Regions from separate parts of the Anas platyrhynchos genome. Here regions 1 and 2 are each linked to region 3. Evidence: chromatin contacts called from public Hi-C data. All regions are on one chromosome and are shown on one strand. Each heading gives the region's core, a stretch centred on a gene start, on an enhancer-like site or on the middle of the called end of the contact. The rest is flanking DNA. Distances are from core to core; before and after follow the strand shown. Region 1 holds the start of PLGRKT (plasminogen receptor with a C-terminal lysine). Region 2 holds the start of RIC1 (RIC1 homolog, RAB6A GEF complex partner 1). Region 3 holds the start of RCL1 (RNA terminal phosphate cyclase like 1).

The links. A called contact is a pair of places that touch in the nucleus more often than the background predicts.
Region 1: a contact with region 3 is called in a Hi-C map of subcutaneous adipose tissue, with 3 times the contacts expected there. The contact joins the promoter of PLGRKT here to the promoter of RCL1 in region 3. A contact is called at or near these places in 3 of 8 Hi-C or Micro-C datasets (liver, skeletal muscle and subcutaneous adipose tissue).
Region 2: a Hi-C map of skeletal muscle shows a contact between it and region 3, with 2.4 times the contacts expected there. The contact joins the promoter of RIC1 here to the promoter of RCL1 in region 3. A contact is called at or near these places in 2 of 8 Hi-C or Micro-C datasets (skeletal muscle and subcutaneous adipose tissue).

The regions. Positions count from the first base shown.
Region 1 is chrZ:30,322,557-30,327,350 of IASCAAS_PekinDuck_T2T, forward strand. It overlaps PLGRKT (plasminogen receptor with a C-terminal lysine), which reads right to left and starts at 3,190. Exons shown (of 5, transcript XM_027446738.3): 1 at 3,007-3,190; 2 at 2,703-2,789. The coding sequence starts at 2,783.
Region 2 is chrZ:30,382,180-30,386,866 of IASCAAS_PekinDuck_T2T, forward strand. It overlaps RIC1 (RIC1 homolog, RAB6A GEF complex partner 1), which reads left to right and starts at 2,129. Exons shown (of 26, transcript XM_038170021.2): 1 at 2,129-2,538. The coding sequence starts at 2,398.
Region 3 is chrZ:30,135,660-30,139,960 of IASCAAS_PekinDuck_T2T, forward strand. RCL1 (RNA terminal phosphate cyclase like 1) reads left to right here and starts at 1,648. Exons shown (of 10, transcript XM_038170537.2): 1 at 1,648-1,886. The coding sequence starts at 1,733.

The sequences.
Region 1 (4,794 bases), core at 1,940-4,439, 190 kb after region 3:
TTTCTGGAGCCACACCAAGACACAATACAAACAACTGCCAAGTCCTTCAACATCAAGGCAACCTGACAGTCTGTTTTTTATTTTTTCCCCAAAAGCATAATATACAATTTACAAGGCCACAATCACTTCTTTTTGCAGAGTTAGCCCAAGAAGTGCATAAGGGAGAAATATGCACATACCTTTATAATACATTTTAACATTTTCCTACTTAAACGTAGTCAGGCTGGTTTGGGTGTTCAGCACACCAGACTGACTCTAAAACTGGATTTAGGATGCACTAAGGCTTGTGATTTGGAGAGTTCTTTGTCAACTTCTGTCATGTTACTCACCTTCCTGTATGTCAATGACTAAGCAGCTTTTTTTTAAAAAAAAAAAAAACAAAAAACAAAAAAACTTTTCTTCTCTCCATTTGGAAGAGAGCATATGCTTTTTTTAAAAAAAAAATAAAATCCAAGTGTTTTTTCATGGAGATACATAGCACAGAATTCCTGTTCCAAACAATTTACAGTAATTTTATGACTCTGATGACATGCAAGGAACACATATACAAGAAGCCTTTGCAGATTCCATTTCACAAGCACCTGCTGTGTTTTTTTCTCCATGTCAAACCAATGACTTGAATAGTTCATTCCCGAGCAATGACACATCATCACTGTTTTTACGTAGGGCATTCTGTGGCAGTTTTTGATGACTTCCTGATCTACCCCAACTGTCTTAGAGTAAGAATAGTGTCCCTTTCCCCCAACACTCTAATCACAGGGCTCTCCAAAGTACATTCAGAAACTGAAAAGCTCTAAGAGGTTCTGACCCCACATCTTGCTTTGGGACAGTTTTATGTTTAAAACAAACAAGCATTTGTGAACCTCTCTTAGCAAATATATCATATTCTTTGAAGTGAAAGCTTCTCTTCTATTAAGAAACACGAAGGTTTTTAGAGGAAGATGGGAGAACTGACAGCATCCAAATTCAAATATATGAGCAAATATCTAATGTTTTAAGGTAACCTATTTCATGCTGGTCCTAACACAGCTTAACTTCTCTGTGAATTCCTAGTTACAATTTCTCTCCAAAAGCAAATGTATCAGGCTATACTGTTTTCCACACACAACCTGAAAGCAGTTTGTCTAACACTGGACTCCAGAGAGATCACAGGTTTTACTCACACTTTACTCACACATGCAAAAGACAAATGGCAGTCTTCTTTCTCCCTAAGCTCAGAGCAGAATTACTTTTTTTCCATCCCTTTTGACACAACATATAGTTCTCCCCTTGAGCCCACTGCATCATTTGCACCTGACATAACTGACCATTGCATGCATTTGTAATAGACGCAGGTTTTCTAACATGGACTATGTGTCTGCAAACATAGTATAAATGTTCAGGTATTTGTGCTGTTAGAAATAAACCTACTATGTTGCCTAATGGCATTTTCAAAAAGATGAATTGCTGCACAGGGAGAATTCCTAAAGAGTGACTTGCAAAGTGTTTGTGTGTGATCGTGAAAGGGATTTTTTTCATAACTCTAAGAATGTTGATTTTTGATGTTAGTGTGAGCATTTGGGCTAGAACTAGAGTTGTTAGTCACCTGGGGTCAAAAGGCCAAATAGTGCTTGCCAAAGCCCCCAGCACCTTACAAGAGCTAGACTGAATTCAAGTTGTTTTCTCAACTCTATTTGTCATTCTGCACAGCAGAGAAGCAGATCATGAAACAAGCCTTCACTTTAACTTCAACATCATTCTCTGAAACTAAACGCATTTCCACCATTTGGATTTCCAAAAGCTCCAGGAGTAGAAGGCCCTACCTCTGTAGGCAAACAAACAAAAAAAAACACCAAACCGTACACAAATCTTGCAGTTGCATCTGAGAAAATCATAATCCAGCACAGACAAAAGTGATTTTTGCAAATCTTGCAAGAAGTCAGTTATCTAGTATTTTGCTACACTGTTTTTTTATGCTTTCTCTTTCCTAGCCACATTTCTGGTGTCACTTCCAGAGTTCAGTTTAAATGCAACCTTACAAAACCTATGATCAGCATGTACCTCAGCAGCTTTGAACACGAGTATGCCACCTACTGACAATTTAATGAAGATGAAATTCAACCATCACTACTTTAAACATTTTAAATTTACCTGCATTCAACTTAAAAGCAAAACTAAAGTGACAAACTCCAGTTAAGTCTACTGGGATGGCACTACTAATGCTGTAGTCTAGGATGGGAACAAGTTGCAGAGCACAAATTCTGGCAACAAATCTGAAAGCTGTAACTCCAGCTACATTGTAACACCTATTCAGCTTAGCTTTCTGAACTTTAGTCAAACTGTTCTTCCTTCTCTTTTTCATCTGACCTTTTACTATTTTATGCAAAGGGGGTAAGTGATCCCATAGTCCCTATTTACTCTCAGGTTTCTAGAACAAACGAAAAGCCTCGTGGTGGCTTCCTAGGAACGTGGCATGGCTGCAGCTCCTGAACCTGAAGAGAGCTGCTTGAGTTTGTACAGTGAGAGCTGAAGCACGCTTTATTCGCATATTTTAACAGACCAGGGTCTGTCTCTCATTAACCCTGCTGTTGGCTCGGTTTCACATGTTCACACAGCTTTACAATGGGGTGCTTCAGCGGGGCTCCAGGGGTCTGCCCAGCGCCTGGCGCCCCCAGCCCAGCTCCGAGCGGTGCCCTCCGAGGGCAGAGCCGCCTGTGCGTTACCTGCAGCCGCGAGCTCATGAGCATGAACTCCTGCTGAGCCCTCAGGTTCTCGTTCATGGACTTGGAGAAGATGAACCCCATCTCGCCCTGCAGCGCGGAAGAGACAAGCCGGGTGAGACCTAGCACGGAGGGGGGGGCACCTCCGACCCCACCGAGCCCGACCCCGCCCGGGGCCCCCCAGCCCCAGCCCCAGCCCCAGCCCCAGCCCCACGCCGGGCCCCGTCCGGCCCCGCCCGCCCCTCGCTGGGGGCCGGCCCCGCCGCACGCAGCCGGGGAGGCCGCGGCGGGCCCGGCCCCGCCTCACCTCGCGGGGAAGGCGCCGCTCGTCCCCGGGCCGCGCCGCTCCGAGCCGCCGGAGGTCAGCGCCCGCCGCCCCCCGCCGCCGATTGGGCGCCGCAGCCGGGCGGGACGCGGGGCAGGGCCGGGCCGAGCCGAGGCGAGCCGAGCCGAGCCGCCTGAGCGGGGCTGGGCCGCGGCCTCCCCGGCTGCTGGGCGCCGCGGGCGGAGCTGCAGTGAGCGCCCCGCGGGTGGCAGCAGAAAGGCGGCCGCTGAACGCCTCAGGCGGCGGGGCGGACACCGGCGTCCTCCCCTTTCGCCTTCTACCTGTACTTTCTGTCTGTATGCCCGTCCCCTCCCCACGTCAAGCACACCCACACGTCAAGCACGACCCCAGCTCAGGTGTGATGCGTCCAGGTGTAAAGCACAAACCTCGCAGAGAAGGGAGCCAGAAGGGTTTAACACGCAGGGTTTCACTCATCGTACTCTGCCTTTCCTAAAGTACCGGGATGTTCTCATGGCATCGCCAACCACAATTAAAGGCTGACTTTCAAACCCCAATAAATCAAATTTTCATAATTTCAAAAAGTGTATAGGTAAAACATATGCCCTGCCAGTTAGGTTTTACACACTGATAGAAATACTGGGTAGGATCCCCAGGACTCTTCTTACAGGACTGAAGAGTATCACTAAAGAGCCAAACACCAGCCTGCTCGACAATACAGCACCTCAAACTCAGCCTCACAGAGACTTCTAGGGGCACTTTCAAGGTTTGGCAGCACAGTGTTAGACAATCTTGTACAGGGCCTGCTTTTACCATGAAAGGTTGGACCAGGTGATCACAGTCTTGTCCAACCTGGACTTTTCTATGAATCTGACTCTCAGCAGTGCCTGTCATTTTAAAATTCTCACATCTGCTGATGTCTTAACCTGACAATGATTCTTGCTGTCAGTATTTGTATGTTTTCTAAATACATACTTTTTTATTATTATTATTATTTTTTTTAATGTCTGAGAAGAAGCTGTCTTTTTCTCACAGAATAATTTTTTGTGTTATCTCCATGATGACCCTCCTTTATTTTTTTTAATGACAAGGCAAAAACAGGAGAAAGATAAAGAAGAAAAATATATATTTTTTTTTCTAATATAGAAAATTACTTAAATTTACTTCAGGTCTTTCTAAAAACTTGCAGATACAGTTTTTGTGATATCTTGAAAATGCCTCTGAAAATGTTTGATCTCTTGAACACATGCAGTTTGTGAGGAGATACATCCATTAAAAAGGTGATGGTAGGATGTATTTTCAACTCACAGTGTTTGGCAGAGTAGTCCACCTAATTCATAAACTCATTTTACAGTATAGAATAAGTCTGTTGATTTAACTGCATATAGGTGTAAACACTCGGAAGGATAAAGATCTACAGCACAAAATTCTGCATACACCTTTGAAAGCCAGGTTTTTTTACCAAAAGCTAGTAATTATACTGGAGTGATTGTAGTGCTTACTTGAACAAAAATGCTTACCTGCGTGTTTTTTTTTTTTTTTTTCCTTCCTAAAATGCTAGCTGCCAGTCTTAGGAAAGTTGAAAAGTCCTGTTATGGCATACTTCACTGAGACTATTCAATACATTCTCAGACATAAAGATAGAGGCCGACCTCGGCATGAGCAGGAGACTACAGCCTCCAAGAGAAGAGGAAGGGGGCACCAGCTCTCCGAGGTCGTGCTTACTGGTGTGCTGCAGAGATAACAGGGAAGAAATTTCCTGCTATACTCCAGCTCCACGCGAGATGGCAGTCCTCCCCTTGCAAGCTAGAG
Region 2 (4,687 bases), core at 879-3,378, 250 kb after region 3:
TACATCATGAAAACTCATTCCTCTTCATGTCTGCATTCAGACTGACTTCAGCTGGAACATGGTATTTGTACAGGAACACAAACATTTGCACATGGAAAAGAAGGAGTTGATTGGTGATAGTCAGCAAGGCTTCAGTAAGAGCAGACTGTGCCTGATAAATCTGGTGGCATTCTCCAATAGGGTTATGGCATTGGTGGAGAGGGGAAGAGCAACTGACATCACCTACCTGGACTTGTGCAGAGCACTTGACAGTCTTGCATATCCTTGTTTCTGAAATGGACAAACATGGTTTTTACGGGTGAACCAATTGGTGGGTAAGGAACTGGCTGGATGATCACAGAGTTGCAGCCAATGGCTCAGTGTTCAGGTGGAGATCAGTAACGAGTGGTATTTCTCAGGGGTCAGTACAAGGATTGGCACTACTTAACATCTTTGGTGGCGACATGGATACTGGGATCCAGTGCACCCTCAGAAAGTTTGCCGATGACACCAAGCTGCGTGGTGCGGTTGACACACTGGAGGGAAGGGATGCCATCCAGAGGGACCTGGACAAGATAGTGAGGCACTGGAAGTGAGGGCCCAGAAAAGCTGTGGATGCCCCATACCCGAAGTGTTCAAGGCCAGGCTGGATGGGGCTTTGGGCAACCTGGTCTGGTGGGAGAAGATCCTGCCCAGGGCAGGGGGTTGGAATGAGATGGTCTCGAAGGTCTGTGCCAACTGAAACCGTTCTGTAATTCTATGATTTACTGCCAAGAAAAGATGATAGGAGAGAACAGAGCTTATGTGTGAGGACAAGTCACATTCTTTGAAGGTAACTTGTTAATACGGAGGCAGTTAGACATGTTTACCTGTTTTGGTACACCACAGTGCAGAGGAATTGCTGCAGCAGGAGAGAGTGGTTGAGTAGGTTACTGAACAGAAAGAGTTGTTTGATAAGTTTCCCTAATTATTTCTATGCATGGCCGTATCTTTACAACACATGACCTGACCTTGCAATGGCATGAACACTTACTGTCACTTCTCTTCCATCTTCTATGATATTCCTTCATTTTTATTTTTATTTTTTTTTAATCTCCAATTACAAGAGACTAATCAACCTGTCACTATATCTACAGCTACCTTGAGCTCTGGCAGTTTCCACTTCTCACCCTTCTCACCACATGCTCCTGCTCTCTCCTTAAGGTGTGTATAAAAACACTTGGACAATTTTGGAAACAAGAAGAGGGAACAGGTGCTGGCTGAAAAATAACCTAGAGGGAAAAGAAAAAAAAAAAAAAGAGAGAGAAATATATAAAGATATACATGTACACATAATTTCCAGATGGGTTAGTTCCTTAATCTAACTCATCACTTGGTGGGAGAAACGCTTGGGACAGCACCTGCCAGAAACTCAGTGCCAAAACCACCCTGCTGCACACACACTGCAGGTGCGGCTGCTCCCTCCACCTGCACTCCTCCTGTCCACGAACCCCCAAACACAGCTGCAGCGACAGGAGCTGGTGCCAGCCCTGCTGCTGCCAGGTTTATCTCGTCACAGAATCACTGACCCACAGAGCGCCCACGTTGGAAGGGACACACAGGGATCACTGAGTCCAACTCCTGGGACCCCACAGGACCACCCAGAAATCAGACCCTGTGTCTGAGCGCGTTGTCCAAATGTTTTTTGAGCTCCCTCAGGCTCGGAGCTGTGCCCGCTGCCCTGGGCAGCCTGTCCCAGTGCCTGACCCCCTCTGGGTGCAGACCCTTTCCCTAACCCCCAGCCTGACCCTCCCCTGTCCCAGCTCCATGCCGTTCCCTCGGGTCCTGTCGCTGTCCCCAGAGAGCAGAGCTCAGCGCCTGCCCCTCCGCTCCCCTCGTGAGGGAGCTGCAGGCCGCCATGAGGCCTCCCCTCAGCCTGCTCTGCTCGGGGCTGGTCACACCGAGCTCCCCCCTCCCCCCCTCCCCACGCGCATGCGCACCCCGCCGCTCCCCCTCCCTCCCCTTTCCGCACACGGAGCCCCCGGGGGGCGGGCGCCTCCCCCCCTCCCCCGCCTCCTGACGCCACATCCGCGCGGGGCCCGGCGGCGGGGCCAATGTGCGGCCGCGCTGCCGGCCCCGCCCCCTGCTCCCCCCCCTCCCCCCTCACTCCGCCGCGCAGCGCCCGGGCGCCGCGAGCGAGCGGGGGGCGGGCGGCAGGGAGATGGCGGCGGCCGCCTGGGGCCGCGCAGCGACGCCGGCAGCCGGCGGGCGAGCCACGGGCGGCAGCGAGGAGCCGCAGCGGGGGGCCCCGCAGCCGGCACGGCCGCGCTCGGAGCAGTGACCGCCCGCAGCTGACGGGCGCCGCCGCCGCCGCCGCTGCCCCCCGCCTAGGCCAGAGGCCGCCGCGCCCCGCAGGCCCCCGCCGCCGCCGCCGCCGCCATGTATTTCCTCAGCGGCTGGCCCCGGCGGCTGCTGTGCCCGCTGCAGGGCCCCGAGCCGCCCGTCCACATCCGCACCGACCCGCAGAGAGCCCTCTTCGCCGTGCTGGCCCCGTCCCAGCTCAGCGTCTGGTACTGCCGGGTGAGTGCGGCCACGGGAACACCCCCCCCCCCCCAGGCTCCTACCCAGCCTATCTATCTATCTATCTATTTATCTATTCATCTATCTATTTATCTATCTATTTGTTTGTTTTTAAGCCTCGAAGTGAAGCGGCGGGCCAGCTTGATGCTCATAGCAACGCAGGTTGTGCAGGCGTGCTCTGTGCGTTTTGTCTTCATCTTTACACATTATACCAAACCACACACACACACACACACACACACACACCACAGATGTGAAACACGCCCAGCACCTGCTGCTGGCAAGGCAGAGCCACCTGTAGCGCCGCGCCGTTACGTAACCCCTGAGAAGTTAAATAACTTTTTGCGATTGCAGGTGGGATACGTTGCTGTGGCCCTGAACGCCGTAAGGGCTGAGGCGGCTGCTGGCTGGGAGCCGCTGCTCCAGCAGCACCCCGTTGTTGTTGTTCCGGGACCGTGTGTGACTGGCATCGGATGCGTTGCGTTAAGTGAGCTCTGAATTGGCTTGGGAGCGTGGAAGTGCTGCTTGTCAGCTTGGTTTGACGCAGTCTTATGAAACAGCTGCGGTGCTGACTTCAAATTTTGACGCTGGATCTTCTAAAATACTGCCCTAATTAGATTCCCTCTCTGTCTAAAAATATCTCCGTCTCCAGATGATTTTCAGAGTTCATCTCGGATTTCAGAGAAAAGTAAAAATCCAATTTTAGAAAGCTGCTATAGAAAGGTATCAAACAACAGTCACAGCCTCAAAACCCTGTTTTGATTTATGCTGAGGTTTCATCACTTGGCCTTCTGCTGTGCTCTGCGTGGCTGATAATTGGTTCCTGGGTGGGTTGCTGCCGTGGCTGTCTCTTAACTTTGACAAGTATCCGGTCAGGGAGTGTCAGCCCAGTAACTGTGCTGTGTGAACAGCGTCGCGTGGCCTGCGTTCCCTGAGCTTCATGGCACCTACTGTAGGTAAATTACACAGTCTTCCAGCTGTCAAAGCTGTAGTTGTAGCTGTCAACAAAGCACAATTGATGACCTTTTCTGGGAAAATATATAAATGAGGACGGGCTTGTAGAGTGCTTCTATATGTGTGCTATTGTCCAGAAGGCAGTTTGCTTTATGGTTGGTTTCTGAGGACTGCCTTCATTATGTTACAAGTTTGGGCTTGTTTTGAAATGTTAAACAAGGTATAATTGGCAAGAGGCAGGATGCTGGAAGAATTCACTTGTTGCAAAAAAAAGGCTGAGCAAACTTAGAGGTCATTAAAAATTTCTCAACCCATTCTGGTTCCAGTGTGTCATGGGTGTTTTTAAGGAACGTGCTGACTTTGCCAGACTTGGTCAGTAACTGAGTTTAGACTATAAAATGTGGCAGTCTCTTTATGAGAATCTTTTGTATTATCGCTAAACATAGTGTGTTGTTTTTCTTTTTTCTTTCTTTTTTTTAATCAGGTGACTATTAAAGTCATATGTTGAACTTCTTTGAAACAAACAAAATTTTTGCGTTACAGAAAACGTTACCATTTGTCGGAAGTATCTTCTTTAGAACAGGGCTAAGTTCTGGTCAGGTTGAACTAATTCAGTTTTGCGAAGTGGAAAAGCCTTTAGGCTAATGTCCTTGTTAAGACTTATTACTGTCTCAAACGTATATGAAAGGTTTCCTGTAAGAATAAGGATGTGAGGCTGGTGAAACTGTTTTGAGGTTTTCAAGAACAAGGGGCCCTTTGAAATACTTTCAGGCTTGTGAACTTATATTCAGTCTTGTGTATGTTTCAAGTGAAGTGGTAATGTTTAAAGCTCCTTTTCATCTGCTGTGGGTTAAGACCGATCATTAGGGAATGTTTACACCAAAGTGTGGATTGTTTTCTGGTTTGGAAGCCATATAGGTGATAAGGTTAGAAGCTGATTTACATGATGTGTGTAAAAACAGATGGAGTTCTCCTGGTGTGGTTGAGTTCCAGATGATTTACCTTGTTTTGAAGGGGGAGGCTGGATTGTGGATACAAAGACCACTAATGAGTGGCGAACTGATTTGACTGCATGCTGATACTGATAAAAGATGTTCGGGCATGCACCCCCTATGTGAGTATAGTTCCTTACAAACTGTGTGTGTTGAGTAATATACTTATTTGTATGCTGTAAAACAGACACAAAACAGAAATT
Region 3 (4,301 bases), core at 398-2,897:
CATACTGCTCTGTGTTAATCCTGGTAAAGTAGCTAAACACCACACATGTGCTCACTTCCTCTCTGCCCAGTGAGATGGAGAAAAGAACTGGAAAGGTAAATGTGAGAAAAACTGTGGATAAAGACAGTTTGATAGATAAAGCAAAAGCTGTGCATGCAAGCAAAGCAAAATAAAAGTCATTTACTATTTCCCATTAGCAGATGTTCATCCGTGTAAATAGTCTTCATCACATGTAATGGTTACTTGGGAAGAGCAACACCACAACTCCAAACATCCCTTCTTTCTCCTCCCAATTTTTATTGCTGAGCATGATGTCATATGGTATGAAATAACCCTTTGGTCAGTTGGAGTCAGCTGTCCTGGCTTTCCCCTCCCAACTTCTTGCAGACACCCAGCCTCTTTGCTGATGGAGGAGGAGAAGCAAGAGAGAAGACCTTGACTTTGTGCAAGGACTGCACAAAAGAAAATCAGAAGCAGAATTGCTTTCTAGGGCCTGCATTTCTCACTCCAGGTGTTGAGGACAATTGTTGGGATCCTACGTGCACCAACAGGTGTTAATCACTCTCAACATCTTCACCAGTAGTCTCTGCCTACTGGCCTGGGAGCTCCAGTTAAGCTCAAGCCTGATCTTTAGTTCCTTGCCTAAAGTACATTGTCGATTTAACTACCTCCAGTCCCATATCCTGGCATGACACCAGTCCTGTCTTATCTCCTCAGAGTTATGGTGCAGCTTTATCACTACCCCATCCTCTTTGTAACTGGACCTGCTAGATGGATCCTGTCAGTGGACCCAGCGCCCCGTGCCGCCCACCATGCTCAATGCTGCACCACGGTGCCCTGTTCAGTGAGGGCAGGGCGCAGGCTGTGCAGTGATCACCCACAGCTCCTGGTGCATCCCTGCTTGCTGGCAGCAACCTGACCTCATCCACAGCAACACATAAGCTGCATTTACTCAGGAGTGAGGTCTGACATGAATTCGTGCACGGGAGGGAGACACAGAACACATCTTTGGAAAACACCGCCTTGTGGGTGCTTTCAGCTAGGGGTATTCTGTCAGATCGCTCTTGCTCTTTTTCACTTAACACGAGGGGCTTTCTTCCCTGCACACATAAATGTTGCCCAGCAATTAACTCTGTCACCCTTGCATGCTCCTCTTAAAACACGGATTTTTAAAACCCTTGCTTCAGCTGAGTAAAGCTTTACTCGGACTCCTGTTTCAGGACAGCTGCTCTCTACCCCTGTAGTTAAGGGAATGGCACGAACAGAAGATTGGAAATCAGACCCTGCTGTTCGATGAGTTTCCCTTAGGACAGCCAGTGACAAATTACCGGGGGTAAATAAATAGACAGATACATGAAGTCTGCCAGAACGTGTTCCCAGCAACAAACCCTCCCTCATCTAGGGAGCGCACCCCGGGTACACCCCATTTCACCGGGGACCTGAGGCGCCCCCCACAGGGGCCGGGCTGCTCGGGGTCGATCCGAACCCCAATTCCTCATCGCAGCGACCGCCCAACTAACTGAGGCAGCGGCGGGGCGGGGCAGGCGGCTGAGGGCTGAGGGGGTTTCGCCCCGCCCCAAAAGCCGCCCCCTGGCGGCCACCGCCCCGCAGCCGCCCCGCCCCTCGCCCTTTGACTCCCCGCTGTCCCCGCGCTTCCTGTTCCCAACCACGTGGGCGCGCCGGGCTCCGCGGGCACCCGCACCGGCACCGGCCGGGCTGTGCTGGGCTCGGCATGGCGGGCGGCTCCTCATCCTCTTCCTCCTCGCACTGCCTCAGCTACGCGGGCTGCAACTTCCTGCGGCAGCGCCTGGTGCTCGCCACGCTCAGCGGGCGGCCGCTGAAGATCCGCAAGATCCGCGCCCGGGAGGAGGACCCCGGGCTCCGCGGTGAGCCCCGGGGCAGGGCGCGGGGGGATTGGGGGACGTGGGGGGGGTGGTCCCGGCTTCTCCCGGAGAGCCCCGGGGGGGTGAAAGCCGGGGGTGCCCCGGACACGTCGGGGGGTGCCGGGGGTGGGGTGAGGCTGCGTGGCCGCGGGGTGCTGGGCTTCGGGGGGTGTGCCCGAGGGCGGCGGGGACAGGGAAGGGAAGGGAAAGGGATGGGATGGGCAGGGAAAGGGATGGGAAGGGCAGGGCAGGCGCTTGGCTGCAGCCACGTGCATCCCTCCGAGGGAAGCCTTGCTCGGGGACCTGCGCTCCGGCCCCCGTCGCCCCCACGCTGGATGCCCCCGGGCGGTGCCATGGGCAGCGAGGCAGAGGCACCGCCGAGGTGTGTGTCGGTGTAAGAAGCTGCGTTTGGGCTTTGCTGGCTGGTTTGTGTGAGTGCTGAGAGCGTGTGGAGCTGTGTCTGGGAGGATGGGGCCCGCCAGACGGCGGGTGCAGTGCTTGCACTGAGCGGGGCATCACCAGCAGCTAACACCCGATGCAGGCTCGCAGGGTGGCAGCAGCAGGAGGGCTGGCTGTCGCCTCTCGGTCCATTTTGGGGTAAGGTGCGAGGTTCAGAACGGGTGAGAGCGGCACTGATGCAGCTCTGCCTCCTGAGCAGGCTTCGGTTCACACCTAAAGTCCCCTAAAGCTGCCAAAGTGTTCATATGTACTTGACTTAATGTATACTAAGAGTCAAAGTATTTATTACTACCACAAAAAGTTTGGTGCTGAAGTTTGTGGCTTTTGCCAAATTTGTAGGAGGTGCTTTTCCAAGCATGGACTGAATCATGTAAGGTATGGCCATAACAGAAAAAGACCAGCAAACCTTAATCTATATTGGTAATTTAACATGTGCTTCTTTCAGCTTTTCACGACCAGAGTATTTGTGGTGAAAGCTTTTCCATAAGTTTGCATTCCAAGAGGGAAACATGTTCACAAGGACGGGTTTTTGCACTGGAAAAGGTCCCACTGCTGCCATACAAACTTTGTGTTTAGAAATTATCAGGACAGAAAGCAGAACCAGTGTTGTGTGACTGGTGCATCAGCAGTATTAGGCAAATATTAACAAACTGTAATGTCTGCAAGTTGCTCTTTTGTTTAAATGTTCATTGCATCCTAAAAGCTTATGTGGAAAGAAAAATCAGAGTATTGTCTAAGAAGTCAGATAGAACTTCCTTAGTGATAAAACTAAAACTTACTGACCATTATGCAGGTGCATTTGGTCTTAAAACTAGCTGATTTTTGAACTCTGCATAAATTTGTTGTCTTTTGTGCCAAGTCTATACCAACCTGGGATCCCTAAGAATCACAGTATTGCCGCTTTTTTTTTTTTTTAATATATGTGCTTGTTCTTTCCCACATTTGTGAGCAGGATTCCACACTGTTGTGGTTCTGCTCGAGTGGGCAGCCAAGCTCCACCACAGCTGCTGTCTCACTCCCCCACCTCAAAGAGGAATGGGGAGAAAATACGATGAAAAGGGCTCAAAGTTTGAGAGAAGGACAAGCAGATCACACAATAATTATTGTAACAGGCAAAACAGACGCGGCATAGGTAGATAGTAAGATTTATTGCTCATTACTAACAAGCTAGAGAAGTGAGAAACAAAGGAAAGAAACCAAAAGCACCTTCCCCCCCCATCCACCCTCTTCGACCTCCTCCCCCCCAGGCAGCGCAGGGAGACGGGGCAATGGGGGTTATGGTCAGTCTACAGCACTTCTCTGCCGCTCCTTCTCGGTCACTCTCATCCCCTGTGCTGTGGGGTCCCACCCACGGGATGCAGTCCTTGATGAACTGATCTGACGTGGGCTTCCCACAGGCAGCAGCTCTTGCCAGGTCCACCTGCTCCACCGTGGTCTCCACAGGCTGCAGCGTGGAACCCTGCTCCACCGTGGTACTCCACAGGCTGCAGGGGACTTCTGAAGCAGGTGAATCCTGCTTCACCGTGGGCCTCACCACAGGCCGCAGGGGACTTCTGCTCCAGCGCCTGGAGCACCTCTCCCCCTCCTTCTGCACTGACCTTGGCGCCTGCAAGGCGCCTCACTCCTTTCACTCTCCCAGCTGCTGTATCACACAGCATTTTTTTTTTTTCCCTGTCTTAAATTTGCTCTCACAGAGGCACAAAACAACATTGCTTACTGGCTCAGCTCTGGTCAGCAGTGGGGCCCTTACCAAACACGGGGCAGCTTCTAGATCCTTCTCAAAGAAACCACCCCTACAGCCCCCTGCTACCAAAACCTTGCCATGTAAACCCACTACACACACAAACAGCAGAAACTGTGTAATTAGCAGAGTAAGTTCCTCTAGGGCACATGTTAAGCTAAAGCGTTGTGATGGGAAGACTTGTGTTTCTCTAGTCTCACTTATGTCATTGATAATTT